Regions from separate parts of the Sus scrofa genome. Here region 1 is linked to region 2. A link is a contact called in public Hi-C data. All regions are on one chromosome and are shown on one strand. Each heading gives the region's core, a stretch centred on a gene start, on an enhancer-like site or on the middle of the called end of the contact. The rest is flanking DNA. Distances are from core to core; before and after follow the strand shown.

The links. Hi-C and Micro-C count contacts between places; a contact is called where the count stands out from the background.
Region 1: a Hi-C map of retroperitoneal adipose tissue shows a contact between it and region 2, with 1.6 times the contacts expected there. The contact joins two enhancer-like sites. A contact is called at or near these places in 5 of 47 Hi-C or Micro-C datasets (embryonic fibroblasts, heart right ventricle, retroperitoneal adipose tissue and 1 more) and 1 of 2 datasets of contacts at active chromatin or transcription factors (skeletal muscle).

What each region holds. Positions count from the first base shown.
Region 1 is chr16:27,481,486-27,485,017 of Sscrofa11.1, reverse strand. All of the region lies in intron 2 of CCDC152 (coiled-coil domain-containing protein 152), which reads right to left. Among named protein-coding and RNA genes, the nearest start is that of CCDC152, 8.6 kb to the right of the region's middle. Within about 2 kb of position 1,422, at least 18 of the 83 cell types and tissues checked have an H3K27ac peak or open chromatin away from gene starts, as enhancers often do. A contact at or near this core is called in retroperitoneal adipose tissue, where this site is marked.
Region 2 is chr16:27,278,206-27,281,713 of Sscrofa11.1, reverse strand. All of the region lies in intron 1 of GHR (growth hormone receptor), which reads right to left. Among named protein-coding and RNA genes, the nearest start is that of GHR, 21 kb to the right of the region's middle. Within about 2 kb of position 2,238, at least 8 of the 83 cell types and tissues checked have an H3K27ac peak or open chromatin away from gene starts, as enhancers often do. A contact at or near this core is called in retroperitoneal adipose tissue, where this site is marked.

The sequences.
Region 1 (3,532 bases), core at 173-2,672, 200 kb before region 2:
CTATTATGCATTAGTGAGAAATACTGACTAGTTTCCATTCTAGTTGGGCATCTATTTTGGATGGTTAAATACTGCATTTGTATCTAAAAATAAAAAGTCATCTAGGTACAATAATGTACTATTATTGAATGTTTACATTGCCAGGCATTACACCAAGCATGTTATAAATGTTACTCCCATTAGGAATTCCTGTTGTGGCTCAGTAGGTTAAGGACATGACATTGCTGCTGTGAGGATGCGGGTTTGATCCTCAGTGGGTTGAGGATCTGGCGTTGCCCCAAGCTGTGGCGTAGGTGGCAGATGCGGCTTGGATCCCATGTTGCTGTGGCTGTGGTGTAGGCCTCAGCTGCCACTCTGATTTGACCTTTGGCCTGGACACTTCCTCGGGAACTTCCATATGCCACAAGTGTGGCCATAACAAGAAAAAAAAATACCTCAATTAGTATTCAAACTAATACTGAGAAGTTGGTATCATTATCCTGATTTTCAAAGGGAGGAAGTCACTCTAGAGGTCTGGTTACTTGACCAGATTCCACACTATATGGAAGGTCTAGGTTTGAATATAGGTTTTCTGCATTTCAAGTCCTGTGCTCTCAATTCAATACTTTCTCAGGAATTGCAGTATATGTTGAAGAACTATGAAATTTGGAATCAGAGGAATTGGATTAGAGTTTTCTCTTCTTTACTTGGTAGCTATGACACGCTGGGTAAGCTACTATTCTCATGTATCAGATTGTTCTGACAACCAAAAAAAATACTTTTAAAATTTACTCACAAATATTTAGCATTGTTATTGTTACTATTTCTGTCCTCTGTGTTCCATAAAAATTTGTATACATCGCTTTTCTCCATTGTTTATAATACATTTTAGTTATTTATGATTTCTCCCACTAGATAGTGAACACCTTCAGGTAAAGACATATTTATTTTGATATTCCCTACATCTAACATGGTGACTATGTCATAAGTGTTCAACAGTATTTTAACATATTGACTGAATGAAAGAGCCAGTACTGCGAGGGGTGACTACAAAGCTTCGCCTTTCAGTTAGAGGTCCTGAACTCAGTCTCCATGTATTTTTTTCAATTGCACTAATAGAAATGAAAGTAGTTTTCAGAAGTTAAAAAGCTTTATGCAAGTTTAAGATTCTACTCCTCCACACTTCCCCTCAACCTTCCCTGCCACCAACTCAAAGTTCCTACTATCCTCCTTTTTTTTTTCTTTTTTCTTCCCTTTTGCTGTTTCCTAGGAATAGAATGATGGTTAAATGACAACTTGACATTGCCTACTTTATGTATGTCACTGTATTAGCTGCTACAATTAAAAGTGGAGACATAGACACTGCTATCACTTGTCTTTGTCCCTTTGAAAGTGTGAATCCAGCATTCATGAAATATGGTACCTCGGTAATCAGCGAATTGAAAACAGAGCCCTGAAAATGAAAGTATACTGAATGTTTCAAAAATGTGTATTTTCAAATTTAGAACACAAGGTGGCTCTCTCAACACATTTTTTTTTTTTTTTTTTTTTTTAAACAAAGCAAAGTGTTCAAAATAAGGAATTCTCCATCTGGTAGAATACCATTCACTATTTTAGAGTAATAGCTTTTAAATCTCTTTGCAAGTCTTTACCTACATTATCATTTCTGTTGGACTTCACAATGCAATTTGAAGAAAACTATCCTATTCAACTTTAAAAACTAGAGCTCAAAATATTAAGCTACTGCTTACATGATATAATTTAGTAAGTATTTTGAGGTCAAACTTAGGCTCTACTATTAGCTATCAATGTGTGCGTTAACATTTATTTCATAAAGCAGTTGGGAATACTAAATACAATTATGTATTAAAAGCATTTTTTATAGTACCTGATCCTCAGTATCAATATTATCTTGAACTGGCCAAGAAATTCTTTATCTGGTATGAAGCGAAAGAAATAAAACATCAAGATCCCATTCTTTATTGTTGAACAAGTCCAATCATACATGTAGTTCATTCTTCCTCTTGAAGTGAATTAGTACACACTTTGTTTTCTAAGTCATCATTCTCACTTGTTCTTTCACTTCTGCTGTATATTATTCAGCAAAAAGGCCATCCAATAGATTCAGAAAACATAACTGGATTTTTAAAAGTATTTGATTATGTTTTTCAAATAATGCATACACATGAAACACAAGTTTAGTGAAAAGTGAATATCTTACTGATCTCTGCTCCAAAACTAACCAGTTTCCCTCCCCCTCCAAGAAAGCACTGTTACCAGGATGCTATTTATCTTTCGATATAGAGGACAGGGTGTTTGTGTGTGTTTAAAGATATAAATATATATATATATTTTTTTATTAAACTTTTTTTATTACTTAAATGAATTTATCACATCTGTAGTTGTATAATGATCCTAACAATCTGATTTCACAGGATTTCCATCCCACAGCCCAAGCACAACCCCCCAACCCCCAAACTGTCTCCTTAGAGACCATAAGTTTTTCAATGTATGTGAGTCAGCATCTGTTCTGCAAAGAAGTTCAGTCTGTCCTTTTTTTCAGATTCCACACATCAGTGAAAGCATTTGATGTTGGTGTCTCATTGTATGGCTGACTTCACTTAGCATGATAGTTTCTAGGTCCATCCATGTTGCTAAAAATGCTGGTATTTCGTTCTTTTTAATGGCTGAGTAATATTCCATTGTGCATATGTACCACCTCTTCTGGATCCACTCCTCTGTTGATGGACATTTAGGTTGTTTCCATGTCTTGGCTATTGTAAATAGTGCTGCAATGAACATTGGAGTACATGTATGTTTTTGAGTCATGGTTTTCTCTGGGTAGATGCCCAGGAGTGGGCTTACTGGATCAAATGGTAGTTCTATGTTTAGTCTTCTGAGGAATCTCCATACTGCTTTCCACAGTGGTTGCACCACTTTACAATCCCACCAACAGTGTACTAGGGTTCCTTTTTCTCCACACCCTCTCCAGCACTTATTGTTTGTAGACTTTTTGATGATGGTCATTCTGGCTGGTGTAAGGTGGTACCTCCTAGTGGTTTTGATTTGCATTTCTCTAATAATGAGTGATGTTGAACATCTTTTCATGTGTTTCTCGGCCATCTGTATGTCTTCTTTGGAGAACTGTCTGTTTAGATCTTCTGCCCATTTTTTGATAGGCTTGTTTGTTTTTTTGGTATGGAGCTGCAGAAGTTGTTTATAAATTTTGGAGATTAGTCTCTTGTCTGTTGCTTCACTTGCAAAGATTTTCTCCCATTCTACGGGTTGTCTTTTCGTTTTGTTTAAGGTTTCCTTTGCTGTGCAGAAACTTTTAAGTTTGATTAGGTCCCATTTGTTTATTTTTGTTTTTGTTGTCAATACTCTAAGAGGTGGATCTGAGAAGATATTGCTGTGGTTTATGTCAGAGAGTGTTTGGCCTATGTTTTCTTCTAAGAGTTTTATAGTATATGGTCTTATATTTAGGTCTTTAATCCACTGGGAGTTTATTTTTGTGTATGGTGTTAGGGAGTGTTCTAATTTCATTCTTTTCCAT
Region 2 (3,508 bases), core at 989-3,488:
AAAAGAGAAGGGAGTAAAACCTTTGCCACTAAACAGGAAGACCAGGCAGTTGTGTTTGTACAAGGCTCCCAGGGAGGCGGGGTCAAGCCTAGTGCTAAGATCACAGCTTCCAGCCTCTGCGTGGCTTTCCCTGACCCTCCCGTCTTGGGAGTTCTGGGCCAGCATTCTGATCCCTCTGCCTTCAACAAGGGAAAAACAAAACAAACCGAAACACAGAAAGAGGGAAAGAAAAGACGTGTCTGGGTGTCTGATCTCCTTTTCCCCTCCCTTCTCTGTCTTTAGTCCATCCATCCTGTGACAGATGGTGCTACGTTTGGAGGAGGACACCACTTTAATAAGAGCCCTAGATATTCCAGATTCTTCAGCATTCAAACCTTAGATCATCCTCAGAAAAACACAATGCCTTCATGGAGTTTGTTTCCTGCTTTTGTTTTGTTTTCATTCATTTGTTTTGAAATCACACTCAATGTCTTTCGATGTACTCCACATAAAAGCAAGCCTTTAAAATGCTTACTGCCAAATGCATAAAACATCTTGATAAACAAAAAGAAGCCCATGTGGAGTTGATTTTATCTGGGGAGCACATTTGATTTTAGTATGTTATCACTTTGGAAATGATGCCCCTCAAGTCTCAGACCACAACTCTGTATCTTGACCTCTTCCTTCTCCCCTTTCCATGTTATTTATAAACCATTTCTCCAACAAACTTATCCATGATACCCAATGCCACGTGTTTGGGCTTTTTTTAGTCATATATTTTGCACCTTCATTCAGCTTTGGCTGGAATCCCAGCCCCCTGGCTCAGATGTACTTCAAGCCTGGCAAGAAGGGCCCTTTGAGGTCAGTGGGGCCTTGGTGAGGATCAGGAATTCTGGAAAGACACACAGGCACTGGAGGCCTGAGGAATAACTCTGCTCTTTGGTTTTGATTTCCATTATGCTTTCTTGAGTATCACCCATACAAAATACAGCAACTAAAACCAAGACAAGTGGGCTCTGCGGAGAAAACTTCTCTCCTAAAAGCATAATGCCGTGCCCTCCATGCTCATCCTTTAGATCTAACTGTCCTGTCTTATCATCAAGCCAATCAAAAGGTTAAACCCATTTAAGAAATGAGCTTTCCATTGTCATAAAATGACTATATGATGCAGTCACTTTAGCTGAAAGGTACACCTGGTTTGTGCCCTCCAAAGCATGTATTTATTCTACACATTTTTGCTGGAAATTCTTAAGCTAGAAGAGAAACAGGAGACAGGATGGATTCACAAGTAAGCAAAATAGGGAATTCCCCTTGTGCAGCAGAAACAAATACAGACAGTAACCATGAGGATGCAGGTTCGATCACCGGCCTTGCTCAGTGGGTTAAAGATCTGGCGTTGCCATGAGCTGTGGTGTAGGTCGTAGATGTGGCTTGGATCCTGCGTTGCTGTGGCTGTGGTGCAGGCCGGCAACTACAGCTCAGATTCGACCCCTAGCTTGGGAACCTCCATATGCTGTGGGTGTGGCCCTGAAAAGCACACAAACAAACAAGTGAGCAAAGTGGTTCAGAGAGGGCAGAGGAAGAGGAAGGGAAGAGAACGTGGTCAATATTCCGCCAAACCACACGACTTCTGGGTTCTCTTTCTTTAGTTTCAGAACAGCTTATACCTACTGAGCATTTATGGGCCATGTAGGTTTAAGTTCTTTGCATGTATTAACTTATTTAATCCTCACACGAACCCTGCATGCCAGGCACTATTACTTTCCTCTCTTGTACAAGGAAACCGAGGCACAGAAAGGTGAAGTAACTTCCCTGAGGTCACACAACTTCTAAGTGGTGTAGAGAGGATTCCCATCCAGTCTGTTCTCGGGAGAGCTCTCTGCTCAGTGGGCTCCGGGTTTCCAGCCCCTGTAACACAATGGCTAGACAGACGGCATTCACTCCCTCCCTTTCAGCCTTACAATACCCTCCCCCTACCACCCCAGCTTCTAGTTTGTTACAGGGATTACATATATTACTAAATAAATGTTTTATTATTTAGTATTTATTCAACAAAATTTTTTTGGAATTCTGGAACTCGGGAAGGGTCAAAATTTGGAGGATAAGTTTTCTTAAATTTTGATTTTAAATAAGCTAGCCGTGAGAACAGTAACAAGCTAAAGAAGAGTGTAGCAAAAGGGGCCAGGAGGATGTGTGACTTTCCTTCTCACACCCTGCAAGCTCATCAGTGCTCAGCTAAGGAAGGAAGCACAGAAAGCTGCCTGGAACATTCCAGGGGTGGGGTTCAGACAGCAACACAAGGCCTGCAGTTCAGCCTCCAGCTGTCTAGCCAGATGTACCCTTCAGCAGAAAACCTGAACTCACAACAAAACTACATTTAATGACAAATAAGATGTCATTACAGGGATATATTTGCTTGATAAAAGGCTTAGTCTAGGATCCCTTTAACTATGCCAGTTTAGTGTTTATAGGCTAGATGTGAATTAGAAAAACTGGAGCTCGAAAAAATCCTCTAGTTGAGTACCTGTCAGAAAGGAAGGCAAGGCATCATTCATGCAAGCTGGTGGAAAGACAGATCCAACTGATGACTAATTTTAATTAACACAATTTCCTTTTAACTATTCAGGGGCTTCAACCAGGGGCACAGATGAAGGTACAGCTCACAGAAGACCTTCCTCATGGAAGACCATGAGGAATCCTCAGATGAACCCACTCAATTAATTATATGTGATACAACCCTAGTTTTATGAGGCTCATTGAATTTTATTTACCTGACCAAGGGAAGATTTAAAATGACAGGAAGGTAGGAAACCAGAATCGAGATCCTAAAAATTGTTCTTTCTATACCTCACTGTTCACACACAGAGTAAAGGGTGGGTCTATGACTCAAAGCAAATTCCCTAATGTACACAGAGCTGTATTTTCTAACATTACAGGGAAAAGGGCAGTTCAGGCCTGTGTATGTGTACACATTCCAATTAAGTTAAATAGGTTGTATGAAGTATTCCAGTAATAATGATATACAACGGTAAGAAAACTCAAGTGAAATCTTCTATTGTTTATGTTGCCTAAGAAAAAAATTAATAAAAAGATCACTAACCAAGACACTAACAATCAAGCATAAAAGAAGAGTGAAAAACTGCTACCACCACAAAAAGGGTACATTCATTCAGGTGGTATAGCAGTCATGCAGGATCCTGTGGGAGATGGATGGAGATGGACAGACGGACGAACGGGGACACACACACACAGTTTACATAGGGCTTGGCCTCTAAGTTTTACTCTGCTGGTTAATACCAGTAACTAGTGTCCCCAAAGCTTGCAGGGGTGTATGGTATTTACGCTGTGATACCCAGTCTCAATTTCCAACGGTTTTGTGGCTTTTGCTGTCCTCACCTCCTACCCAAACTCACCCACCTGCCAAGGTCCTTTGCTAAACAATTCTGAGTACAAGAGTATTAAAATGAGGAGCTGTGGATGGTGCAGAGATATACTGATTATTAAACAGTCATTAAAGGAAATGTTGAAT